Regions from separate parts of the Mus musculus genome. Here region 1 is linked to region 2. The links are chromatin contacts, called in public HiChIP or PLAC-seq maps. All regions are on one chromosome and are shown on one strand. The core of a region is the stretch at or near the end of the contact, and the rest is flanking DNA. Distances in the headings are between cores, read along the strand shown. Region 1 has its middle 8.9 kb from the start of Dpy19l1. Region 2 has its middle 46 kb from the start of Npsr1.

What was found. HiChIP or PLAC-seq counts read pairs in DNA pulled down with a chosen protein or histone mark.
Region 1: a contact with region 2 is called in an H3K27ac HiChIP or PLAC-seq map of hepatocytes, with 5 times the contacts expected there. The contact joins two enhancer-like sites. A contact is called at or near these places in 3 of 39 promoter capture datasets (the 3T3-L1 cell line and liver), 2 of 484 Hi-C or Micro-C datasets (both in liver) and 4 of 115 datasets of contacts at active chromatin or transcription factors (bone marrow-derived macrophages, embryonic forebrain, embryonic stem cells and 1 more).

What each region holds. Positions count from the first base shown.
Region 1 is chr9:24,510,624-24,513,493 of GRCm38.p6, reverse strand. No RefSeq gene overlaps it. Among named protein-coding and RNA genes, the nearest start is that of Dpy19l1, 8.9 kb to the right of the region's middle. Within about 2 kb of position 1,548, at least 38 of the 459 cell types and tissues checked have an H3K27ac peak or open chromatin away from gene starts, as enhancers often do. A contact at or near this core is called in hepatocytes, where this site is marked.
Region 2 is chr9:24,050,276-24,053,332 of GRCm38.p6, reverse strand. No RefSeq gene overlaps it. Among named protein-coding and RNA genes, the nearest start is that of Npsr1, 46 kb to the left of the region's middle. Within about 2 kb of position 1,557, at least 2 of the 459 cell types and tissues checked have an H3K27ac peak or open chromatin away from gene starts, as enhancers often do. A contact at or near this core is called in hepatocytes, where this site is marked.

The DNA of each region.
Region 1 (2,870 bases), core at 299-2,798, 460 kb before region 2:
GCTCATGTTTGGCAAGGACTGAAACAGTGCCAGTACCTTTGAGTGTTCCCATTTAGAACACTGAGGTTTCCCCCTTGCTTTTGCCCTGCTGTCTGACCAGTCTGCCTTTGGGTGGGAAGAGCAAACTCGCCTTTACTGTGATGAGTAACTCTGTACTGTAGTTGGAGCAGACAGGCGAGGTAGCAGCCTGATTGCAGCAGGTGGCTTGTCACGGGGCTCCAGGGTAGTTTCTTTGAGGCACTACACTAGCTGTGGGAGAGACTCCAAACAGTTGTGTTACCTCTGTTCCAGTTTCCAGTGAACTGATCCTCACTAACTGGCTCCCTTCCTCCTCTCTATCTGCCTGTGTTCTTTGCCTTTACTGTCCTTGTCAGGGCTCTCTGTCCTCCTTACCTTTCCTTGGAATCTTTCTCCCAACGATCTTATAGAGTCAGGGGCTTTGAGAACACATACAGCTGGCAAACATGGCCAGCGAAAGCAATGCAGTCAGATCCCTATAGTGTTCAATGAGGAAAACAGATGTGCAGACTGGGCCTCTCACTCTTGGAAGTTTCATCATCTCCCTGCATAGCCTCTACAGCTTGACTGGGCTTCATAGCAGTGGATGGGTCTGCCCTGACTGTCTGGCGTGCTCCCCAGGGCTGGTTCCTTCAGTCTCTCCTTGCACACTTGACTCCCATGGAGAAAATAATACTGAAGGTTCAACTTTGAAGAGAATACTGAAAGTACCCTGTAGGTAACTTCTTAGAGGCCTGGTTGTATATATTCCATCATGGGAGAGAAGAAAGGAGAACAAACTTAGGTCTGTGTGTATTTCAGAGCTACAACAAGATGCAAAGGGAACCACAGATCAGTGTGTGTGTCAGCTTTCCCACAACACTGTTTTAGATGCAGCTGCAAATAAACTTGGTATCACCAAGCAAGACACAACACTCAACTATCACCAGGAAAGACCACTGTACCATCCGATCAGAGGAATCCAGCGGCTCCACTTGACTTTCTCTGACTTTCACACTTGAAGCAATTGAGAACTGGAGGAAGTTCAGAAGAGTCTGGAAGGACACTGGGCTGTAAGTGTAGTTAAGTTACTGTGTTCATCTCCAGACATCTCACCGACACCACCATATAGCCCTCAAGCATGGCTGGAAGCCTGTAGCATGTGCAGTTCCAGGGCCAAGGATAGAATCTAGGCCCATCTGCTTCTTTTGTTGACTGTACTGTAAGAACACACTGCTGTCCCCTGTCTGAATGCTCATTTTGTCTCACAGCAGTAGCAATGGTGGTTTCTGTTCCTCTCACGACTGCTCAGAGGTCACACAAAGTATTACTCCCAAGACTGTTGGAACCTACGATGGTTTTTTTTTTTACTGCTCCACAAGCAAGGTCAAGGCCAGTAGCACATGATTTCACCATACTTTGTACTTTGGATCTTCTGAAGTAGCATTGATTTCCAATGCACAATAGCCACAGGTCAGGGACAGACGTCAATAGTAGATGCAGTGAGTTCTCTTCTCAATAGACCAGTTCTCTTCCACACTACTCTCCCCTTCCCTGTTGTTTGCTACAAAACTTAGTCAGAGCTTCTTGGCAGGCAAAGCAAAGTGTTCCCTCACTGAGCAGTGTGTATGTTGATTGGGTCATCTGGAGGTAGAAGTGAATCATCTGCAGCTGCCCCTTCATATTTAGTTAACTGACAGAAAAACAGTATCTCTCACACAAGCTTACTTTAACTGGATACTTGTTTAGTAAGCAAAATTACTAAATCTCTAAACACCTTAACTTTAAAATATATCTGCTAGATTACTTAAAAATAATGACTATTTTGAAATGAATAGTGAATGTTTCAGGTGGGAGAACTTTCATCAGTCGTGGCCTACTCACTCCAAATCTGTATCAGATTTCAGCCAAACAAGACCTCATATGCTTACGAAACAGATATGCACTGTTCATTACTGGTAAGATTATTACAACAAATGCCCAAGATAGCCAACTTTTTAAGAGAAATATTCATTTTGGCTTATGGTTTGAGTGATTGCAGTCCATGATTGGCTAGTTGTGTTACTGTCGGCCTATGGTAAGGGAGTATACTTCAGTGGAAGGCAGGATAGAGCAAAAGTGTATACTTTGTGCCCAGGAAGTAACTTGGTTGCTAGGAAACATGATGCAGAAGATTGAAGGGTAGTCAGAGAAGATGCAGAGACCACTTTGGATGTGTTTGAAGGTTTTGATAGATTATAGGAGAGAAATGACAGATGTTGATGGGCCAGATGCCTAGGATTATAGATTGATCAATTTGAGGAATTACAAAACGGAAGAATAACTTCCTGGATTGGGGGAATGCTTACATGCTCAGGTGAAGACACTAGAGAAAACATGGGTTGTGATTTGGGCATTTGCGGCACCAGGGGAAGTTCTAGTACAAGTATTGAGTGGGCAGTGATGTATTTGGCTCTGCAAGTCAGAGAGGGGAATTGAGGGCATAGGTTTAGATATGTGTAGCAAAGAATGTGATTATTAAGCTTAATTGTCAGTATGAGTAGATTTAGAATCCCCTAGTAAACTGAGGTACATGTTAGGGTGTTTTGTGTGGGTGTTTACAGAAAGATTAATTGAGGGGGAAACATATCCAGAGTGTCTGTTAGCCTGATCCCATGGGCTGCAGGCCTGAGTGGCTCTCCTTTCTCCCATGACCTGGCTGCCATTATGCAAACAGCTGCCCTCTGCAACACACTTCACTGTCAACATATGTTGCTAATACAAAGTCAGAACATTGCCTGGGGAAAATGGCATAAAAAAGAGAAGAGGAAGCTTTCAAATCCTGGGGAAATGAGTATTTGTAAGCAAGATGTACTTTCAAAGGAGAACAAAAT
Region 2 (3,057 bases), core at 308-2,807:
AAATCAACCGAGAATGTCTAGTCCACGATCAGTGGGTTCTGATTTTGGACTTGTGATGAGACAGCATATTATGATAGAGTGTGGAATAGTAAAGCCACTCACCACACCAGCTGATAGAGAATGAAGACAAGGAGACAGAGGTCCCACAATCTCTCAAAAAGCATATCCTCATGATGTAAGGAATTCTTAATGGCTCCATCTCCAAAAAAGTTGGTTAGGCAGCCTGGAATTAGAGACCAAACCTTTGCCATTCAGACATTTGGAGGCACTCAATATCCAAATGCTGCATGAGACATTTCCACTGGACAGCCAGAGTTATGATTCACAATTTGCTTGAAATAGCTCTTTTCATGAACTGTTGTTATTAATTAAATATATAAATAAATAGGTGTATGTGTGTGAAAGTTCACTTCTGCTTGCATTCAGCTTTATAATTTGTTTTTTCTTTCCATTTAATTTTCTTTTAAATAAAAGAAAGATGGGCTTATTATTTGAAGATCATAAAACACATTAGCAAATTACCTCTAAAAGTAACCTATTTTCATGTTTTAACTTCATCATTTTTCTGCCTTATTTGGCAAATGCAAAGAGATTCAATTGTTTTTTTTAAACCTCCACATACTGAATGCAACCCTGAGTACTGTGGGTTTTACCTTCAAAACTGATCTCAAAACAGTAAGCAGGCCGCACTTAGTCTTCCACTCCTGATCCTTCCTACCCCTCACCCCTCTGCACAGAGGCTGGAGTGAGCATTTTCCTCAGAAGCAAGGTCACAGTGTCCATTCTTCAAATGCATATATCATCCCACTGCACTTTGAGAAAAGCCTCAGCTTTCTCTCTTTTTTTTAAAATTAGATATTTTATTCATTTACATTTCAAATGCTATCCAAAAAGTCCCCTATACCCTCCCCTGCTCCCCAACCCACTCACTCCTGCTTCCTGGCCCAGCCATTCCCTTGTACTGGGGCATATAATCTTCGCAAGACAAAGGGCCTCTCCTCCCGATGATGTCCTACTAGGCCATCTTCTGCTACATATGCAGTTAGAGACATGAGCTCTGGGGGTACTGGTTAGTTCATATTGTTGTTCCTCCTATAGGGTTGCAGACACCTTTAGCTCCTTGGGTACTTTGTTCACAGTCATCTATTGGATGGAACACAGGGCCCCCATTGGAAAAGCCTCAGCTTTCTAATGTATCTGTAAGCACACAGGACCTGTTTCTACTCCAACATTCTCCTTTAACTTCAACAGCTTTTCCTCCTAATTACCTTTCCTGAGCTTCTTGCTGTTTTGAGAGCACACGATCTGTGTTTCTACACTTCAGGCTCACCTCCCAACCTTTCTCTGTCTGGAGCATATTTTTCCCACAACTTTTCTAATAGCTGCCCTTCCCTATCTTTTAGGTTCAGATATGTATTACTTCATGTGGATCTCCTTAATGCCTAATCTCTATTGATGACTTTTTTTTTTTTATTTCTTAGGGGACAGAGTAGACTTTGCCTACATGCCCAGCAGAGGTAAATCACTCCACTCCATCTAGAGTGAAGCAAGAGACATTTCTATTATTGACTTAACAGCATGTTCTGCCAAACCAAGTTCCTATTTACAGCAAACAGGAGGTTGTTTAGCTTGGAGAAAAGGGAAAGACCTTTGATTCTCTGTGATATGTAATCATGTGGTCTCTTGCTAAGCAATGCTCTGCTGAGGGTTGCTCTTCACCAACTATTGGTCCAAGAGTAGGCTGCAGCTATGTTCCCTCAGTACCTGCAATTTAGTCACCAATGTCTTGACACCAAGTCCTTGGAGAGTAATGTTGATACTCCACACTGTCATTGCAACTGAAGGTCTTCCTACCTCAAGAACAATAACTCTAAAGAAAAAGATACCCCACTCAAATTGAGTGTTTTGAGTATATAATACACATTTAAAGCTTGTTATGGAAATCTAATATAAAAAGTTTCTTTAAGATTTTTATGTTATTATCTAAATATTTTAAAATTTTGGATAAGTAGATTTATTACTGAAATTAACTGCTTTTATTTCTCCTTGTTTCCGTTGACTTTTTTTTAATATTTAAGGCTCATATTTAACATGTAAACAGTATTTCTGTAGACATTTTTCCAACATGATATTATTATTATCTAGGAATTTCACAAAATGCACCTCAATCACACTTGCTTCCCATTCCTCCTTAGTCCACTCTCCTACCTTTGACACCCCTTAAATACAGCAAGTCCAAATTGTGTTGCCCATATACTAACTGGAGCATGGTCAAAATCCCAGTGGCCAGCCCCTTAAAAAAAACCGAGTCATTCTCCACACCTCTCCAGAAGCCAACAACTGTGAAGAGCTACATGTCTCCATCCCTATCATGATTTTAAGGACTCTCTTCAATGGCTTCCTTTTAAACTTTTTCTTTTCTCTTTTCTTTCCTTTTCTTTTCTCTCTCTTCTCTTCTCTTCTCTTCTCTTCTCTTCTCTTCTTTCTCTTCTCTTCTCTTCTCTTCTCTTCTCTTCTCTTCTTTCTCTTCTCTTCTCTTCTCTTCTCTTCTCTTCTCTTCTCTTCTCTTCTCTTCTTTCTCTTCTCTTCTCTTCTCTTCTCTTCTCTTCTTTCTCTTCTCTTCTCTTTCTTCTCTTCTCTTCTCTTCTCTTCTCTTCTCTTCTCTTCTCTTCTTTCTCTTCTCTTCTCTTTCTTCTCTTCTCTTCTCTTCTCTTCTCTTCTCTTCTCTTCTTTCTCTTCTCTTCTCTTCTCTTCTTTCTCTTCTCTCTCTTCTCTTCTCTTCTCTTCTCTTCTCTTCTCTTCTCTTCTCTTCTCTTCTCTTTTCTTTTTGTGTAATAGAAGCCTTTGATGTCTCTGATTCTTAGTTATGAATCTGCACTCATCTACATCACTGCAAAAGAAACTTCCTTACCCATAATATCCAGCAGCAGCGTGAAGCATGGACTTCGCCTGGAGTCCAGTAGCAGCATGTATAACAAAATCTCAACATGGCCTCCAGCGTCAGTACAGACCACGGCCAGCAATAAGGCCTCTTGTGGTAAGCAGGACCATGAAGAT